Regions from separate parts of the Triticum aestivum genome. Here region 1 is linked to region 2. The links are chromatin contacts, called in public HiCAR-type maps. All regions are on one chromosome and are shown on one strand. The core of a region is the stretch at or near the end of the contact, and the rest is flanking DNA. Distances in the headings are between cores, read along the strand shown. Region 1 holds the start of LOC123096506. Region 2 holds the start of LOC123096505.

What was found. HiCAR-type assays count read pairs that join an accessible place to other places.
Region 1: a HiCAR-type map of leaf shows a contact between it and region 2, with 2.5 times the contacts expected there. The contact joins the promoter of LOC123096506 here to the promoter of LOC123096505 in region 2. A contact is called at or near these places in 2 of 5 Hi-C or Micro-C datasets (leaf and an unstated tissue) and 1 of 1 datasets of contacts at active chromatin or transcription factors (leaf).

The regions. Positions count from the first base shown.
Region 1 is chr4D:101,974,413-101,979,476 of IWGSC CS RefSeq v2.1, reverse strand. LOC123096506 reads left to right here and starts at 1,859. Exons shown (of 6, transcript XM_044518247.1): 1 at 1,859-2,080; 2 at 2,729-2,917; 3 at 3,036-3,161; 4 at 3,352-3,543. The coding sequence starts at 2,015.
Region 2 is chr4D:101,826,167-101,831,427 of IWGSC CS RefSeq v2.1, reverse strand. LOC123096505 reads left to right here and starts at 3,670. Exons shown (of 1, transcript XM_044518246.1): 1 at 3,670-5,261. The coding sequence starts at 4,222. The coding sequence ends at 5,160.

The DNA of each region.
Region 1 (5,064 bases), core at 610-3,109, 150 kb before region 2:
GTAAGCCTCCTACTCCTACACCAGCTTGTTTCCACTCGGCGATCTCGTCGAGAATCTGGAATGGAAGCTCACTCGCAGTTGTCTGCTCGCTGACCCTGTTGAAGACCCTAGCATTCCTTTGTTTCCAGAGGGCCCAGGCCACCGCCGTCACCAGCGTGTCAAATCCTCTGCGGTCCTGCCCTCTGAATCTCTTCCGCGCTGTCAGCCACCAATCTTTGAACACACCCGACTCCCCCGGTTCCTGCACCTGGATTGCAATGAGGTTAAACACCTTATACCACACCTCCTGTGCGTACGTGCAGTTTGCCAAAATGTGATCCACATTGTCTTCAGCCTGCAAGCACGTGTAACACGCCGACGGCTGATCCTGTAAACCATGTCATGCCCTCCTGTCGGATGTCCAGATTCTATACTGTAGGGCGAGCCACACGAACAGCTTGCATTTGAGTGGTGCCCAGCTTCTCCAGGTGCACTTAGCCGTGGGCAAACGAGCTAGCTTCGAGCAAAGGTAGTCATATACTGATTTAGCCGTGTATGTGCCTGTCGGTGATCTCGGCCAGGTGAAACTATCAGGCAGTGACGGGTCTCTGTCCACCGTACCAAGAGCCTGGCAAAGGTGCATGTACTGCATCAGGGCTGTGAATGAGGTGTTATGCTTGAAATCATGCACCCAAGAGCCATCCTCAAGTGCCTGGTGCACCGTACGTCTGTTCGCCGTTCTCGTCGGGACAGTGGCTACGATCAGTGGTGCAATCTCTGCCGCCGCTACTCCATGGATCCACTTGTCCTTCCAGAAAAGTACCTTGTCGCCCGAACCCACTTTTATACTGACCAACGCATCAAACACCTCTCTCGCTTCCTCATCCGGTGTCATTGGTAGCCCCTGCCATGGTCTATGAGCATCAGTCCTCTTTAGTCATTCCCACCGGACTCGAAGCGCCATCGCTTGCCACTTCAGGTTTTTAATACCTAAACCACCGCCGGCTTTTGGCTGACAGATTTTATCCCAAGCCACTAGGCATTGTCCGCCGTTACACTTGTCTTTGCCCGCCCAGAAGAATGATCTCATCCATTTGTTCATATCCTCAAGCACCCACTCCGGCGCCTCAGTGACCATAAGATGGTGAACGGGGCGTGCCGCCACTACCGACTGCACCAGAATAAGCCGGCCAGGCCTCATGAAGTGTCGTACTTTGTCCAGCATCGGTTGCCATTCTGCTCTAGTCAGACTCTTTATCGCCAGTTGCAGTCCCAGGTATCGGCAAGGGAACTCTGAGATGTCGCATTGCAGCATTCCGGCAACCCTGGCCCTATCCTCCTCACTTCCTCGTATGAGCACAACCGTGGATTTGCGGTAGTTCACCTTGAGACCCGAGGCTTTGCCAAATGCTTTTAGAATCTCGGTGACAGCTGCCAGGTCGGTCTCTGCGGGTCTGGTAAACATGGCGACGTCGTCAGCATAAACGGACAGTCTTTGTGTTGTCGAGATTCCGGCAAAAGAGGTAAGAACTCCCATCTCCGTGGCCTTCTGCACCAGGGCAGAAAGGGCCTCCATGGCTATCACAAAAAGCAAAGGAGAAATGATCTTCCTCCCTGGTGCCCCGTTGACCACCACCCTGGTACTGGCTGTTAGTAGTAGCGCCGCCATCCAGTCCAACCACTTTTGACCAAATCCTTTTGCTTTCATCACCTCGAAGAGGAAAGGCCAGGAGAGAGAATCAAATGCACGGGAAATGTTAAAACACCTGGTGTTCTTCTCGCGTGAATCTTCCTTGCTACTTCGCGCACCAGTAGGAAGTTGTCGTGAAGCTGTCGTGTTCTTCTCAGCAAAGGTGACAAAGGGCGTTTGTGCGAGAGAGCACATGTGGGCCCATCTGTTGAATTTTGACAGGTTGGTCCAGCTTGGTGTCTCTCTCTAATCAAAGCAAGCAAGGGATCACCAAAAAGCTATAGCAGCTGTTCGCTTCTTCCTCTCCGCGTCCCTCCCACCTCCACCCACCCAGCTCAGCTCATCATGGCCTACCGCCGGAAGCAGCAGGGGCCCGTCGCCTCCGACGACCGCCGGACTCCCCAACCCCAGGCAAGCACCCTCCCTCCCTCTCCTCCCCCACCCGTCTTCTGTACCATCCAATCCCTCTGGTTATTACTGCCAATTTTGCTTGCGCTTGCGCTTGCGCCTGTCTCGATCCGTCGGTCGAATATTATACCGGGATCACATCGCGTCCAGTTCGCTCCTACAGATGTGCCCTCCGTTCGTCCGACACAAAATTTGTTGGGACGATGTGCGATAGTCACGGATTGATGCAGGTTATCCCTCTTGCTTACCTATTGGGGGGCAGCTTGAACTAACAGGTCAATTTGGTCCTGAATATGCCAGCTACTGGATAATCACTGTCTGATTCCAAACCCATCACCGAGATAATTAGCAAGCTGTAGTGTTCCTCTGATGTGCGTTTCTATTGTTCAGTTCGAGGTGAAATTTAGCATGTCTGTATCACTTAGGATCACTGATATAAATGGCACGCTATAGCGTTTTGAGCAATGTCTCGCTAAATAAAATCAGTGTAAAATCGTCCGCTATAGCGAATTTTAAGGGATGTGCTATTTTGTCATAGCACGCTGTTTTTTTCCTTGCTTATTAGGATTGACAGATATTCTTCATGTACTCAAAAATGTTGTTCTACTTATATGGGTTGCTGTGTTGATTTGGTCTGCGGTGAATGAGCAGAGTTTGGCTGCTTCGTCGTACAACTACACGTCGATGGATAGCATGCGTGAGCCTAAGGTTGGATTGTGGGGAGCATTGGCAAGAAAGGCCAAGGGGATTCTCGATGAGGATGCTGCTGCTCACAAGTTCGATGACCATGGGAAAGTTCAAAGTGCCACTCGCAAGCCCAACTTATCGGATGGAGCTCAGGTGAGACAGCAAATATATTGGTGAAACACGATGAAATCCAATCAGTAAACTTATTGTCCATGGCTGGTTTCTTAGCCTTTAGGTGATTTACATTCTTCGTTCCATTTTCTTATTTCAGGCCCCTCAATCTCGTTGGCCATTCGACAGCTATGGAGGGACAGAAAGGAGCGAACCGCGGAAGAGGTCAGAGGCACTTGCCGCTTCTGTCAACCAGTTTGGTGGAAGAATCAGAAACGCCTTGGAGGTAAAGTTCTTTAGCATCATGCAGCTTTATTTATTTTACGATATTACCGACACAACTGACAACTCGTAATTGTAGCTTCATTTCGGACCCTTTTCTGTGTTGTCGCTGGGTACTTTACAGTATCTCTTTTGGAAGTTCAGCATCCTGTTTGGTTTGTGCACTGACTTGTTTTCATCTCTATGTTTTACAGGAAGGTCTCATTATTGTTGATAATAAGACATCAAACATCATCGAGGAAACAAAGAAGATACAAATTAGAAGAAAGCCTGACAGTTCCAGTTTGCATATGCAGAATCCTGCTGCAGATGCATTCCCCCCTCCGAGTTTCACACTGAATAAAGCTGAGGCAGCCCAGGAGACCCAGTTAAAAGCTTCTCGCGACGTAAGGTGCCATACGATTATAGATCAATTAGGAATATGCTTTACCAAGCCCTTTATGGGAAAGCTACTAATCCTTTTACTTGACAAAAGCTTGCTTACACATGTTTATATTCCCAGTTCAGGGCCTCTTTGGATCTTAGGAATGAAAAACCTAGGAATATGAAACATACAGGAACTATAAACTTCAAAACATAAGGAAATGCAGAAAAAATGCCCAGTACTATTCAAATGAGTAGGGAAAAGTGGTTGAAGTGGATGTTGAAATTCCTATGGAATTGGTGGTGTACGAAAGCAATCCATATGAATTCGATGCCGTCGTCCTTATGATCCAAAGGGCCTCTGTAGGAAAGTTCTACAGGATTGGAATCATTCAAAAACCCTATGAAATTATTACAATCCAAAGTGGCCCTCAACTTCTAGGATTAGATTTTCTAGTTCATTTAGTTTAAGCCAAAGGCAGCATTGCAACATTAAGTTCTGTAGCATAGATTTTTTTTTGAAAAGGAGGATGACCCTCGGCCTCTGCATCTGGGAGATGCATGCGGCCATTTTATTGATTATTCTCGAGGACCTTACAAAGTAGAACAACAATATGCCTGAATCCGCCATCTTGGCAACATCTGCCGCTACTCCTATCCATATGATGAAGGGGTGCAAGCCGAGCCACATACCCAGACCTCTCACCTAAGCCTAACATCAAAAGCCGGAGTCCCCGACCGAGCCATCTACCGGGTCCGGGGCACAAACCGGTCCGACGCACTCACATGTGTCGTCGCCGTCATCTTCCACTGGTCCATCTTCAGAGCAGATTGAGGTGTCAACCTTGGCAGGTCCTCCGCCATCGCCGCCACCATGCCGCCAAACGACGACCTCCACCTACGCGAGCCTTGGCAGGTCTTCCGCCATGGACGCCACCACGACGCCAAACGACGACCTCCACCTACGCGAGTCCATCTCCAAGCAACGGACGTAGATCCATGCTAGGATAGGTCCGCACCACCGCCGTCGCCCACCACCCACAAGCGCCACCCAACCCCAAGGTTCCCAAAGCGGCGTGTTCAAGCAGGGAACGGCGCTGTGAGCGCCGCCGCCCAACAAAGTTAGGGCTTTCGCCCAGGAGACCTAGGGGAAGGGGAAGTGAGGAGATCAGTCCATACCGACGCCTCCAAGGAGGGGAACGGCGCCCTAGGCGTCACCGTCGGCGCGGCTGGCCATGGCCGGCCAGGGATTTCACCCGAACTAGATCCCCGCCACCAGCAGCGCCTCCTGTACAGAACCGGTGACCAAGGGAAGCGCGGCCCGACCAGGCTGGCCCGCACGCCGAACAAGGGAGGAGGGGAGGTGCCAGATCGCGCGCACCGACCGCCGCAGAAGCCGCCGCCAGCCGCCAACGACCACCGGGATCCCGCCACCCTCACGGCCAGGACGCCAGATCCACCGCCTGCACGGCTGCTTGCCGGAGCCTGCCGTGCCTCGCCAAAGGAGCCGCCGCTCCAGATCCGGGACTCCCCACGCAGAGGCA
Region 2 (5,261 bases), core at 2,421-4,920:
ACTCCCGGATACCGGAGGAGTGCCTTGTGTGCTATCAAACGTCACAACGTAACTGGGTGATTATAAAGATGCTATACAGGTATCTCCGAAGGTGTTTGTTGAGTTGGCATAGATCGAGATTAGGATTTGTCACTCCGAGTATCAGAGAGGTATCTCTGGGCCCTCTCGGTAATACACATCATAAGCTTGCAAGCAAATGACTAAGGAGTTAGTAATGAGGTGATGTATTACGGAACGAGTAAAGATACTTGCCGGTAACGAGATTGAACTAGGTATGAAGATACCAACGATCGAATCTCGGGCAAGTAACATACCGATGGACAAAGGGAATTATGTATGTTGTCATAACGGTTCGACCGATAAAGATCTTTGTAGAATATGTAGGAGCCAATATGGGCATCCAGGTTCTGCTATTGGTTATTGACCGGAGAGGTGTCTCGGTCATGTCTACATAGTTCTCGAACCCGTAGGGTCCGCACGCTTAACGTTCATTGACGATATAATATTATATGAGTTATGTGATTTGGTGACCGAATATTGTTCGGAGTCCCGGATGAGATCACGGACATGACGAGGAGTCTCGAAATGGTCGAGAGGTAAAGATTGATATATAGGACGATGGTATTCGGACACCGGAAGTGTTCCGGAGGGTACCAGGTACTTATCGGGTCACAGGAACGGAGTTTCGGGCACCCCCGGCAAAGATATGGGCTTTATGGGCCAAGTGAGGGAACACACCAGCCCTGATGCGCCCCTATAGAGGCCAGATCTATGATGAGGAGAAGGAAAGAGGGGAGGGCAAGGAAATTGTGGATTAGGATTCCTACTTCCTTCCCTCTCCCCCCTCTTTCCTTCCCCCTCGGTTATATATGGCAGGGGGGCGCGCGGCTTGGGAGGGACTTCAAGTAGGATTCCTCCTACATGGGTGCCTCCTATGGCTGCTCCTCCCTCCCTCCCACCTATATATATGAGGAGGGGGCGCCTAGCACACAACAGACAATTGTCTAGCCGTGTGAGGCGCCCCCCTCCACCGTTTACCACATCGGTCATATTTTTGTAGTGCTTATGCGAAGCCCTGCGGAGATCACTTCACCATCACCGTCACCATGTCGTTGTGCTGACGAAACTCATCTACTACCTCGATGTCTTGCTGGATCAAGAAGATGAGGGACGTCACCGAGCTGAACATGTGCAAAACGCGAAGGTGTCGTACGTTTGGTACTTGATCGGTTGAAGCCCGAAGAAGTTCGACTACATCAACCACGTTGTGAAACGCTTTCGCTTACGATCTACGAGGGTACGTAGACACACTCCCCCCCTCGTTGCTATGCATCTCCATGGATAGATCATTGCGTGTGCGTAGAATTTTTTTGTTTTCCATGCAACATTTCCCAAAATGTGCCTCCACACCGCTCGAACGGAGATTAGCATCCAAGTGTCAACTTCGGGATACATCATCGTCTCTGCATTCCTCGCTTATCTCTTACCCGAGCCATTTACTTATGCAATTACTTTGTCATAGCCTTTGTGCTTCAAGTTATATTTTGCTTGCTACCACATAGTTGTTTATCTTGTTTGGCATATGTTATTGGTGCGCATAGTTGAGCCTAGCTTATTTAGGTTTTGTGCTTAATAAATTAAACACTAGTTTTACTCCGCATTTATTCAAGCCTAAACCGTAATTGTTTTTAACAAGCCTATTCACCCCACCTCTAGACGACATCCAGTTCCTTTCAATCGGAGCCCACCGCGATTAAGGAGTTGATCTCAGCGGGAAGGACCCTTGGAGCCCCACCCCTTCGTTAGCTGTCTATCGGTTGTTTGTCGCCCTTCGACTACCCCTTTCGGGTTCTCTAGTGTTGTAGTGTGGCCCAGTTGATTGCTGCCCTTTGGCTACGTCGATAGTATCAAAGTTGTCATGGTTTGGTCTAAGTTAATCAGAGCTTCTCGTCTATGGTACCGGTGCTTCTCTTCCATTTGTGCCTCCCATTGGTTTTTGTCTCGGTCTTTGCACTAGTTTGCTTGTGGTGTGTGAGGATGGTGCCCACAATGTCTAGGCTATGCATTGATTTTTGATGGCGTTCTTGTGTTGCCTCGGCAAAGCGAAGGCGCCGCTCATTGGGGGTTTTCCTGGGGTGTCCTCATTGTGTGTGTGTGTGTGTGTGTTCGGGTGGAGGTAGGGCTACACAATTTTTTTTGGTTCTTTGTTTTTCTGCAATTCACGTGTGCGCTGGTTCATTTAAACATATCTTGTAAGAGGTTGTGAATCTTCATAGCAAAATATAGATGGAAATATTCATATGTATATCTCCTTGACTATTCAATAAAAAAGTACTATTTTAATTACATTTAAAATACCCCTTATGGGTGACACAGCGACAAGCATGTTCACAACTAACGTGCACTATTTAGGGGCATACAAAGAGTATGTGAAATTTCATCAATTCAATGAGAATTATATACAAATATATCAATGAACATGTATGTCTATGGGTTGTGCATCATATTAGGCGCATCCTTAGCAAGCACAACTTGACTTGTGTACCTAGCCAACTATGACGTCATTGTGACATATGGAGCCATCTTTGTCAGTTTGAGAATAATAACATGCCATGAAACACAACATCTCATTTGAGGTGAAATTTACTCATAGAAGTTTTTTCAGTTTTGCTAAAGCACATCTCTATGTGCTTTAAGTATTGCTCATCTAAGTCTTATGTCATTAATTTTACGCTAAGATTCATGCAAACATTTTCTTTTGTCTTTTCTCCTTCTATTTCTAATTTGATTGAGTGACATAGATGTATAATAACCAGAGCATATCTAGATGTGCCCTAAACGAACCTGAGTTTTTTTATAAAAAGAATTTGTCCAAAAATCCGCCAGTTCAAAGAGAACGCTTGTCCTGCCTTTTTGATCGATATGGTATACAATTAGATTCCATCTCTCATCGAAGAACTTTACAAAAAAAAATTGAACAATTATAGCATGGGCGACTATCGCCACGACGATGAAGCCGCCAATCCCGGCTCACCCCATCCATCTTCTTCGATGCCGCGAACCATCCCTGCACGGCAATCCTATGTCGTCGCATCCTCAGCGCCGTCTCTGACCAAGAAATCTGTGGTGGAGAATATACTGTGATTTTATGAAATTTATCCAGTCCACGGGAGCGACAGTAGACCCGTTAATACCGTTATAGCACGATCATGATAACCAGTTCTCGAATCCAGTCGTTGGCAAAGGACTCGACAAAAGTTTAGCAATCACGCTCACTGCCGGTGGGCTTCAGCTCAGGGGTCCCACACCTCAGCGACCTACAAACACACGGCTTTACAAAAAGACCCCACCTCGCAAATCATCTCTCCCAGGACAGGAGCATCCAAACGTTGGGAACAAAGGCGTTCTCCGCCGGCCGCTCGAGATGGCTCGCCCGGCCCCACAGGTCAGTCAGCAGCACCGCCATTTTACAATAAAGCCCCTTCTGATCTCCCGTCCACAAACGAACCCCTCACACCTGGACCCCACTCTCCAGCGAGCAGAAGCAGCAGAAGCCCAGCTGTCCAGGGGCAGAGCGGTAACTCCGCAGGGGCGGACGTGCCAACTGTGAGCCCGCGTATTTTATTGCGGGAAAAACCAGGGAGAAATTTATTTCCATCCGAGCCCCTGAAAAAATGCGTCCCCATTAAAACCTCTCTCCTTCCTTCCTGTCTCTCTCTCTCCCTAAAATCTCTCTCCTTCACCTCACTCTCTCTCCACCCCGACCCCCGCTGCCGAATCCCCAAACCCCCGCCGTCGCAATCATCCGCCCGTGGGGGCAGGCGCGCGCGGATTTCTGTGGACTCCGGCGTCCCCGGCCCGGATTGATCCCGCCGCTCCTCCCCTCCTCCCGATTCTCGCCATCCAATCCTTTGCTCCCTTCCTTTCCCGGCCGCCTCCCTGGTTTCTTGCCGAAATTGCCTGCCACCTGTTTGGACTCTGGACGCGCGCATAACTTGCCTCGCCATTGTGGCTGCTCTGCTCAGCCCGGCTGCTTCTTTGGATCTGCTAGCTCGCCTGCCGCCGGCCTCCGGTCCGCGCATGCCCGTCCTCCCCCGCTCCGAATCTCGTCCTCGTTTCGGAGGTCCTCGTATGCGGATGAGGAGGGGATCCTGACCTGACTCTTGCTCGGCTCCGGCGGTCCCCTTCTTGGATCCTCGCTCGCGGCGGAGGCGTGCCGGGATGGGTTTCTTGATCTGCGCCTGCCTCCTCCAGCTGCTCTTCTTGGGCTCTTCTCCGGCGGCGGCACAGTCACCGTCGCCGGCGAGGGCCCTGGACGCAATGCTGCAGGACTACGCGTACCGGGCCTTCGTCCGGCCGCACACCGGCATTGTCTACAACGCCACCGTGCCTGCGGACCTCGCCGGCGTCGCGGTGTCCGGGCTCCGCCTGCGCAGCGGCAGCCTGCGGAGGAAAGGCTTCTCCGACTACTTCGAGTTCAGCATCCCCCCTGGCGTCATCGTGCAGCCGTACGTCGAGAGGGTGGTGCTCGTGTACCACAACCTGGGCGAGCTGTCGGAGAAGTACTACCCGCTCCCCGGCTACACCTACCTCTCGCCCATTCTCGGGCTGCTGGTCTACGACGCTGCCAACTTGTCAGCAACGGGATTGTCCGAGCTGAGCATCGTCGCGTCAGGGAGCCCGATTTCTGTGAGTTTCAGCAATGTGAGGGCGGTGCCCCCAGGCAGTCCAGCGCCGCAGTGTGTGTGGTTTGATTTGGATGGGGTGCCACAGTTCCGGGGCTTGGAGGCAAACAACGTGTGTGCAACCTATCGCCGAGGGCACTTCTCCATAGTGGTGAACTCCAGTGAGGTTGCTCCTGCTCCAGGGCCTTCAGGCGCAATTGCCCCACCAATACCGACTAATGGTGGTCGTGATAAGGGTAGTTCGGACGCATGGAAGATTGCTGTCGGCGTTGTTGGGGGCGTCATTGCATTGGGGCTGTTGGCTTTGCTTCTGGTGTGTTTTGTCAGATATAAAAGGGAAAAGAAGATGGAGGTGATGGAACGAAATGCAGAGGTCGGGGAGACTTTGCGCATGGCGCAGGTTGGGCGGTCGCAAGCGCCTGTAGCGTTGGGAACGCGAACAAAACCTGTGATTGAGAGTGAGTACGTTGCCTAGTTGATTTTTGGTGTTCTGCAGAATTCAGGCAACAGCAGCAATGCTCTATGATGATGCCCTGAGATGTGGAATTGTCCACCGGTCAGTTGAGGCAGAAAGCA